2 separate regions of the Mus musculus genome follow, and region 1 is linked to region 2. A link is a contact called in public Micro-C data. All regions are on one chromosome and are shown on one strand. The core of a region is the stretch at or near the end of the contact, and the rest is flanking DNA. Distances in the headings are between cores, read along the strand shown. Region 1 holds the start of Sp9 (trans-acting transcription factor 9). Region 2 holds the start of Gad1 (glutamate decarboxylase 1).

Region 1 (4,196 bases), core at 1,472-3,971, 2.7 Mb after region 2:
AAAAGGGTGATGATTCACTCCAAACCAGGCCTTTGTTACATTGTCATTATTTCCCCAAATGTTTTAACAGTCAGCTCAACACTTTAGCATAACACATTGATCTTTGTTTAAAAACTAGATTTTTTAGAAGATGAAAAAAATCTGTCAGACGGAAGGGGAAAAAAACTGGAACCCCCCCCCCAAGATTTTCTTTGAGCCCCACCTTAGAGTTGAAACGGGCAGGATTGTTGAATTGTCTGTATTCCTTTGGAAGACTTCCCTAACTTTTATTGTGATGAGGACGCGTGTGTCTAGGAATATGCGAAAGCCCACGTCCAGAGTCTGACAGCTGGAACTGCGTGGAAAACAGCGGGAGGGGGAGGGGACTGCTGCAGGAGGAGGAGGAGGAGGAGGAGGAGGAGGAGGAGGAGGAGGAGGAGGAGGAGGAGGAGGAGGAGGAGGAGGAGGAATCCGGGTGCCTCGAGCCCGAGACGCCTGTGAGAACTGTTTAAATGGTGGGCTTAAAAATGTTACCAGTGCCAAGTGGCTTTTCGGGTTGTCTTATTTATGACTTGGTCAGGTTTCCTTAAGAAGAGGGTGGGTTGGGGAGGAGAAGTCGTGGGGAACCCCTCTGCACTTCTCCTCCCCGGGCTGCCCAGGGTGAATCGGAAACGCCTCGCTGCCACTTAACAATCCCTCTATTAGTAAATCGACGCGAGGACCCTACGGGAAGCCGAGGGCCAGCCTCCCCTTCCAGGGCAGAAATCACCTGTTGGGAACAGCTCCTGGGTCCCCCCTGCTGGGCTTTCTGGCTTGGTCCTGCAGCCTGGTAACCCGCCCCCTTCCACCGCGTTGTCTTTCTTTACGCCCCCCCCCCCCTTAGATTTTTATCTCAGTCACCTAGGACGCAGAGCTTCCTTCCTAGCTGATCAGCTCATCCCTCTCTTTTCTCCTTTTCCGCCATCATTTTCCTCCTTTTCTTTTGTCACCTTAAAGTTTTCTTTTAAAGGCATTCTGAGCAAAAATAGTCTAGGGAAAGGCGACGTCCACATAAGCTCTCCCCATTCACGAAGAGCCGGTGCGTGCAGGCCTGGTCTTCCACCTTAAGGTGAGAGAGAAGTCTTGCGGTGGACTTACTTTTGGGCCTAGAGATCTTGCAAATGAACTCAACCTGGAAAAACAACTTCACATCCTCCTGACTTGTCGTTCCCCCGACAAATTGTCTTTTGCACCCGATCATTTAGGGTTGGGAGTTATTATTTTAAAAAGCAGGATGTGGTTTGGAGGGGGGACGTGCTTACACGTTTAAGTATCCAGACCTGCCTGAGGGCGCTGGTATTTCTAGTTCAAAAGCTGCCTCTGGCTACCCTGGAAAAGACAAAAGTAATGCCCAGAAACAGGAAACCCTCCAGCGGCGGCGCCTTGCGATGCGTGAGGACACCTCTTTTTACACCAAGGTCCAGAGAGGCTTTGAAGATGCTTCCAGCTTGCAGAAGGCGGAGGCGCCCACGTGTGGCCTGGCTTTCGCAGACTCTCTCGGTGAAGGCTCCGGAGAGGTCCTCCAAAGGCTGTGTCAGCAGGGTGCCTGATGAAGATGAGCCTTCCTTTGGAGTCCCTTGGCCCTGAAGACGGAGTTTCTAGGCCCTAGCAGTCTGCAGTGGAGATAGTTTGAATCTGAAGCAAGAAAAATGACTCTATAAACATCCCCTAAAACTCGACTTCAACCTGAAATCCGACATGCAAATCTCCACCGGGTTAAACAAACAGCGGTGCAAGCTGCAGCTTCGGCGGGGGTGGCGGTGGGGGGGCGGACGCCGCTCGCGCCGGTCTCCGTTTCCAAAGTTGTTACAATGTGAAAATAAGCGGCTTCGTGCAGAGTGTTGTATGGGCTGATGCTTCCCACCCCCACGCCAGCCCCCAGAAAAACCTGGCAGATAATCAGCACGTCCCACTGTTTAGTCATATTTGACAACTGGGTTAACCTGGTATCTAGGCGCTGGCGAAGCCATACAAAGGGTGCCCTCAATTACCACCAGGAGCTTCTGGTGTGATAGGCACTTGTATTACCCCCTGGGTCAGAGGCCAGAGCGACAATTAGGAAGTCACTTAGACCGCTGGAGGGAAATGGCGGGATGCAGCAGGCTCTGGGCTCTCCTAACAAGTCTGTGGGTGTAGACCTGCCTGGAGAGGCCCAGCTGTCCTTTGCGCCCTCTGCTCAATAGGACTCTGAGTATAAAAAGAGTACGGTGGGAGCAGGAATCTGGGAAAACGACCACGACAAGGATAAATCCATCGCAAGAGTGATGGCTACAAGTTCAAGTTCTTCGCAGCAACAACGTGTACACACAAAGTGAACGCAGACCATTTCTGCTTGTGCCCTAGGCCGGGGTGTCCCTCTCCTGCTTCTTTCCCACAAGTGGAGAGTGAAGACTGTCAGCCCTACGTAGCAAGGTGGCCAGGGTGGTGGGAGTGGTGGGGGCCTGCGGCTTGGTCTCAACAGTACTTAAACCTGGCTTGGTACGTGAGTGTGTGTAAATTTTTAATTGCACTGTAATTTCTTCTGTCCCTAGCCCGCCCCCCTCCCACCCACGCCCGCAGACTTGACTGGCACGCGCCAGGAGCCCGGGCTCGGGCCCCTCGGAGCGTCTGATTGGCTGCGGGGCAGCTCCCGTCTGCTCTGCCTGCGCCCTCATTGGGCGAGAGGCGCAGCCAGCGGCACTTCAAAGCGGGTGCTCCTCGCACTTAGGCTGAGTTTTGCCGGCGGGAGCCCAGAGTCCGCTCGGCGCGAGCGCGGGACGCGGGAGCCGCGCGGGACCTGAATCGTGATTCCCAGCAGCCGCCAGGCTTAACACCGCTCCGGGCCTCGCCGCGCAGCCCAAAACCTGCTATGGCCACGTCTATACTTGGGGTAAGTGAAAAAGACTCGCTGCAAAGGCTTTGCTCATTTTTGTTTGTTTTGTTTTTGTGTTGTTGGTGGTGGTTTTTTGTTTTTGTTTTGTTTTCTTATGGCTTCTCTGGGCCAGAATCTCTCAAGAAACTGTTGCTATACCACAGCTCTGGTTTCCTTTTAGCATTTTCTACATTTCTGGAACCGATCTTTTCAAGTTATTGGAACCTGGGACCTTTTGCCTTTGCAAGAAAAGAATGTCTTAAGCAAGTTCCCTTTTAACTGGTTTTTGAGGCAAAGCCGAATGTTTCTTTTCTTCCCTTCTTGATTTTAACATCACTCCCCCACTCCCAACCCCACCCCCCGCCACTTGGTTTGGGGGTTGTTGCATTACATTACAGTGTTTTCTGGAAAGTCTTGTTTTGCAGGCCACGAAGTTACATTAATAAACACTTACATTAGCGTGGCTCCCCAGTTTGCCCTTGACTTTGAAAGCCGCTTATACTTGGATTCTTTTTGTAATCGTGTGCGTTGTGTAAATATCAAAACTACGTTTCTGAACTATAAAAGAAAATAGCCAAGTCGTAGCCACTCATTCGAGGAATGTTCTAAGAGTTTCTTCCAGCACTGGGTGGCTGTTTTGGCCACCACCCCCCGCCCTCACCCGTTATTTCTTGTGTGTGTTTACCTTCGTGCTACACCCGGAAGGGCGACTTGGGAGCTTCTGGGAGATGAGCGGGCTTATGGCGTCAACCCAAGTCTGATTCTAGACAAGGGTGGCAGCGAACGAAGTGGCGAAAACCGAGGCATTTCTGATCTATAGTCTCACTGAGGAACAACTTTCCTACTCGCTCGTGGTCGCCTCTGTCCTGCGCGGGGCGCGGCGCGTCCCCCGCCAGCGTGCGGGGAGGAGGCGCGAGCCGGGGTGCCAGGGCCCTCCGGGATCTGCGCGGGGGGAACGAGGCTGCTCACCGGTGCACTTTGTGTCTTCCCCCACTTCTCCCTGCCCTCCTCCTCCTCCTCCTCGCTCCCTCCTTCACCCCACCCACTCTAGGAAGAGCCACGCTTCGGAACGACCCCGTTGGCCATGCTGGCGGCGACCTGCAACAAGATCGGCAACACGAGCCCCCTGACGACCCTGCCCGAGTCCAGCGCCTTCGCCAAAGGCGGCTTCCACCCCTGGAAGCGCTCCTCGTCCAGCTGCAACCTCGGCTCCAGTCTCTCCGGCTTCGCTGTGGCCACGGGCGGCCGCGGCTCGGGCAGCCTGGCGGGTGGCTCGGGAGCCGCCAACAGCGCCTTCTGCCTGGCCTCCACGTCCCCCACGTCGTCC
Region 2 (4,395 bases), core at 1,406-3,905:
GTTTCTGAAGAGCCAAATATCCAAATGCCAAGGACAGTTGTCGTCCGTCCAAATTCTTAGGAGGGGAAGAAAGGAGTGGGCGAGACGCTTCACCCTACAATCCCCATCAGGCAAAAATAAACAGTTCTTATTGCAAAGAGAAAAGAAGGTGGGGCCCAGCCTGGGGCGAGGCAGGAGGTTGGCCCCGCACCTGCAGTGAACACCCTGGAAAGCCCCTAACGACAGGCGCTGTCCTCGGTGCTGAAGTCTTCTCTTTGACGCAAAACTCGATGTACCGGAACTGAGTAGATTTCTAGGCCCTCGGTTTTCAATATCCCGCTGAGCCCAAGAGTCTTGAGTTGGAATAGCAGATAATCAGAGATTAATCCAGTCATGAGTCCCTCAGTCTACCTTTCTTCTGGCTCACCGGAATGTCATCTTCATGAATGCAAAGATAATATAAATCAAATGGTCACTAATATCGTTCAATTGGTTACTACTATTCATACGCTTTCAAATTAAGGACAAATAGAAGCCTTCATTCTTTTCCTTCCCGTCATAAAGGAGAGAGGAGAGGAAGAAAGGAGGGGGGAGGGAGGGAGGGAGAGAGAGAGAGAGAGATAGATAGATAGATAGATAGATAGAGAGACCCAGCCTGGTTTGACTTGTGATATCTACTATTGTAGAATATTCTTTTCTTTTCCACGTGGATTTTGCTAAAGCCCTAGGATTGAGAGCTTTTAATTCCGTTGTCAAAGAAAGACATGGTTGAAAATTTCTCCATCTAGTGCCACAGGTGAAGCGTCTTTACAGAGTCTTGGAGGAAGATTAAGGAGACAGAGGAAGGCCGCACCTAGGCAGAATTGTGGGTACTTAGGGTCGGGAGGATTTATGCTTCCTCCCTCCTGACCAGCGAGTCTTGAGTGATTGACATTAGTCAGTGACACCCAGATTCCTGACTGATGTCACTATATCTTTTAACGAAGGCCAGGAAAGGGGGCGTGGAAGAAACTCCGAGTTTACCTCCTCGTAAACAGTTTCAAGATATTCTGAAAAGCTCTGAGGTGCGTGGTTTGAGGGGCCATTTCCTTCGTGAAACACACACACACACACACACACACACACACATACATACCTAACAGGATCGCAGGGGAACTTCTGTTCCAACTCAGCTCAGCCCACCCTTCGGGTGCTTTTTGTTTTTAAAATGTGCGGGGGCTTTTATGTGAGGCCCAGAGAAAACAGCAATGTTCTCTTTGGTCGCAAGGAGCAGCTTAGTTACTTCAATCCCTTTTGTTGATCAGACCGTATCCTCCCAGCCCTGAGGCTTCCAGCTCCCTCACGAAAATTTCGGTGATTTATACTATTTGTTTTTGATGTTTCCGTTGAGTGGTGATGAAAGTCGCTAAGATGGTCACAAAAAAAGAGACAGGCCTGGGATAAACCATCGAAGACCCAGAGGTGCACATGAATAAACCGGTCTGCTGCTCCACAATATGAGGGAAATCTCTATGAAAACGAGTAAAGCGATCATAGAGTACTCCCCATCACTCAGACAGGCCCAAAAATCCAGTTTGTTTTGCCCCTAAAGGATGAGAAACGGAGGGAGAGGAAAAAGAAAGCCAGGAGGTAGCGGCGAGAAGGCTAGAAGAGGCCGGCCGTTACAGAGCCTTTCGGGCATCTCCAGGTGTTGTCTAGGGCGCACCAGGGAAAAGGCCGCCAGCACGGGGTCTCTGTGTGTTTGGCGCCCTCTGGTGGAAATTTTTTCCAATACCGCCTTTTTATGGTGGGGGACTTCACCCCGCTCAGTAATGTGCTTAAATATTGCCAAGAGAGAATCATTGAACAGCGTGAAACTGAAAAGAAGCGAGGAGAGCGGGCCAAGACACGGAGTGCCGTCCTGGCTTCCCGGAGCCACCCTCCATGCTCTGCTGCCCCAGGCGTGTGGAGCGGCACTCGTGCGTGTTATTAACCTTCAGACATGATCAATTACGAAGATTTCTTTTACCCCTCTCCAGGGAGAGGGCTCAGAGAAAGGGAAATAGACCCCTTGCCTCTTGTGGTGCCAGGTAGCTGTGTTCGAACGAGGTAGTGTGGAGATGGACTGGAAGAAGAAACGGGAGTGCAGAAACTCCAGGGTCTGTCTGGGTGGTCCCCTCATCTCCGCTTTGCCTGTACAGCCATACTGGCTCAGTAGAGCGCTCCCTAGGACACCACCCAGAGAAAACCTTCTGGAATCGCCAATCCAGGACAACCACAGGAGATTGATCAAGGCAAAGCAAATATTCTAGTCTTCTCCAAGATACGGGATGGAGGGCTAGGAAGAGGGGAAGGAAGAATCACCCAGTGAGACAAAATTCTTCGTAGGAATTATATTTTCCCTTGCCCTCACCCAACATCGCCTATCTCAAAAATAATTTAAAAACAAAAAACAAACAAACAAACAAAAAACAGAGCGTGCTGAGTGCATTCTGGATTACTCATAGGACTTTGTCACACACACCCTCCTTTCTGGTCGCAAACCCGTGAGCTGGATTTATAATCGCCCTACAAAGCTCCAGAGGCAGTCAGACACCTGCAAAGGAGCCCCAGCGCTCCGCGGACGAGCTGCCCCCGCGAGCAACGGCCTCGTGATTCCCCCCGCCGAGCGGGTCCCCGCCTCCCCACTCCGCCCCCGCCTCCCCCAAGCCCAGCGGCCGCCTCTCCGGATCTCTCCCTTCTTCAGGCTCTCCCGTGCCGGACCAGGGATCGTGCAAGCAAGGAAGCAGCCCTGGGGTGACACCCAGCACGTACTCCTGTGACAGAGCCGAGCCCAGCCCAGCCCCGGGACGCTTCGCAGAGGAGTCGCGGGAGGGTCCAGCTCGCTGTCGCTGAACCGAGGTGGGTAAATACCGGATCGCCCGGACTTGCCAGAGCCCCGCCTCGGTTATTCAACCCGGTGCCCTCAGCCTGCGGCTTCTTGTCCAGCCCTTTGCCTCACCCCACCAGCACGCGCCTGTCGCCCACCTTCCACAGCCGAGTGCTTCCCGCCAGTCCTGTCGCAGCTGTGGTTTGGCGCACCCATCCCCTACCCTCCTCGCTCTTGAAACCCTTATCAATTTCATTCGGGAGGACACATAAGGGCTGAAGTGACCCCAGAGCCATTTTTTGCCTGCGCTTGGGGGATCGGAGCTCACGGCTGTCGGATACGCGCCTGGGTAGCAGCGGCAGAAGGTGCGAGGAGCGATAACCTGTTACTTCCCCAGCACCCGCGTCCCACCGCCGCCCGCGGAGCTGCGAGAGCGCGCGGAGGTTGCGGGGGGGGGGGGGGACAGATGCTCGGCCCGAGGGACGACACGCAAAAGGCGGCTGGTGGGCTGCGCTCTGCGGGGTCTTAGATTTACCCAGATTACCGTTCTCCTCCCTCTCCTCTCATTCTTTCGCCCGCTCCTTCTCCCCATCTCTTCCTCTTCTCTCGCCCTCTCTCCCTCACTCTGTCCACGAACAAACACCAAATAGGGGAACCGCGCACTCTTCTATCCGAGGTCTCTTGCGCCCTAGGCGCAAATTCGCCACCGGGTGACGGTCTCCTTTTTACCCTCTGCCACCTTCTCTGGCTCAGTGAAACGAACTCTGGGGACTAGGTAGAGTAGAAACAGTGAATCTGGGACGGAGCCTCGCTCTAGGGTTGAGAAAGCTAGAAACGAGGTGGGACAAGAAACTGATCAGCAAGGCTTCGACACGCTGCCTTTTGGCTGTCTGGAGTGCAAGGTGACTGATTCTTAGCGGGTCAAGTCCTGAGGGGCGGAGGACCTATTTCTTCTCACCTTGTCTCACCAAAGTCCCTGTCCCCGGCGCTGTGAGCCTCCTTCTTTCCAAGGAATTGGCCAGACACAACAACGGGAGCCAGACACCGAACCAGACGTGCCCGCCCCGCACGCCCTCCCCCCTCCTCTTCTGCCCGTTCACCAGGCTGCTGGGAGCCCAATGGGGCTTGTCTCGGCTGGGCTGGAATTTGCTCGATGAGTGCTCCCTAGTGCTCCTGGCCCTATCCTCACCCCATCCCTCGCGTCCTGCACCCGCCTCCGGCGCCCCTTAGCTGTGAGCCTCACTCGGAGCACCCCGTTGCGCCTCTAGACTTGAGAGTCGCCCGGGGCTACTGTGCTTGCGCCCCAGTCCCAGAGCTAGCGAGCGCCTCCCCACCCCCTCCCACCGACCGCGCACCAGGACCCAGCCAGCTCGCTGCCCTTGGTCTCCCTTCTGTCTCCGAGACTTCGGTGCCCCGGGCCGCAGGACCTAGAAGCTCTCCCGGCACAGCTCTCCCTTCTGTTTGCAGCCTGTTCCTGCGCCCAGTCTGCGGGGGACCCTTGAACCGTAGAGACCCCAAGACCACCGAGCTGATGGCATCTTCCACTCCTTCGCCTGCAACCTCCTCGA

What was found. Hi-C and Micro-C count contacts between places; a contact is called where the count stands out from the background.
Region 1: a Micro-C map of embryonic stem cells shows a contact between it and region 2, with 11 times the contacts expected there. The contact joins the promoter of Sp9 here to the promoter of Gad1 in region 2. A contact is called at or near these places in 1 of 39 promoter capture datasets (embryonic stem cells), 4 of 484 Hi-C or Micro-C datasets (cerebellum and embryonic stem cells) and 1 of 115 datasets of contacts at active chromatin or transcription factors (embryonic stem cells).

The regions. Positions count from the first base shown.
Region 1 is chr2:73,269,205-73,273,400 of GRCm38.p6, forward strand. Sp9 (trans-acting transcription factor 9) reads left to right here and starts at 2,722. Exons shown (of 2, transcript NM_001005343.2): 1 at 2,722-2,887; 2 at 3,921-4,196. The coding sequence starts at 2,867.
Region 2 is chr2:70,559,474-70,563,868 of GRCm38.p6, forward strand. Gad1 (glutamate decarboxylase 1) reads left to right here and starts at 2,656. Exons shown (of 17, transcript NM_008077.5): 1 at 2,656-2,859; 2 at 4,295-4,395. The coding sequence starts at 4,359. Gad1os (glutamate decarboxylase 1, opposite strand) reads right to left here and starts at 3,884. Exons shown (of 3, transcript NR_040496.1): 1 at 3,786-3,884.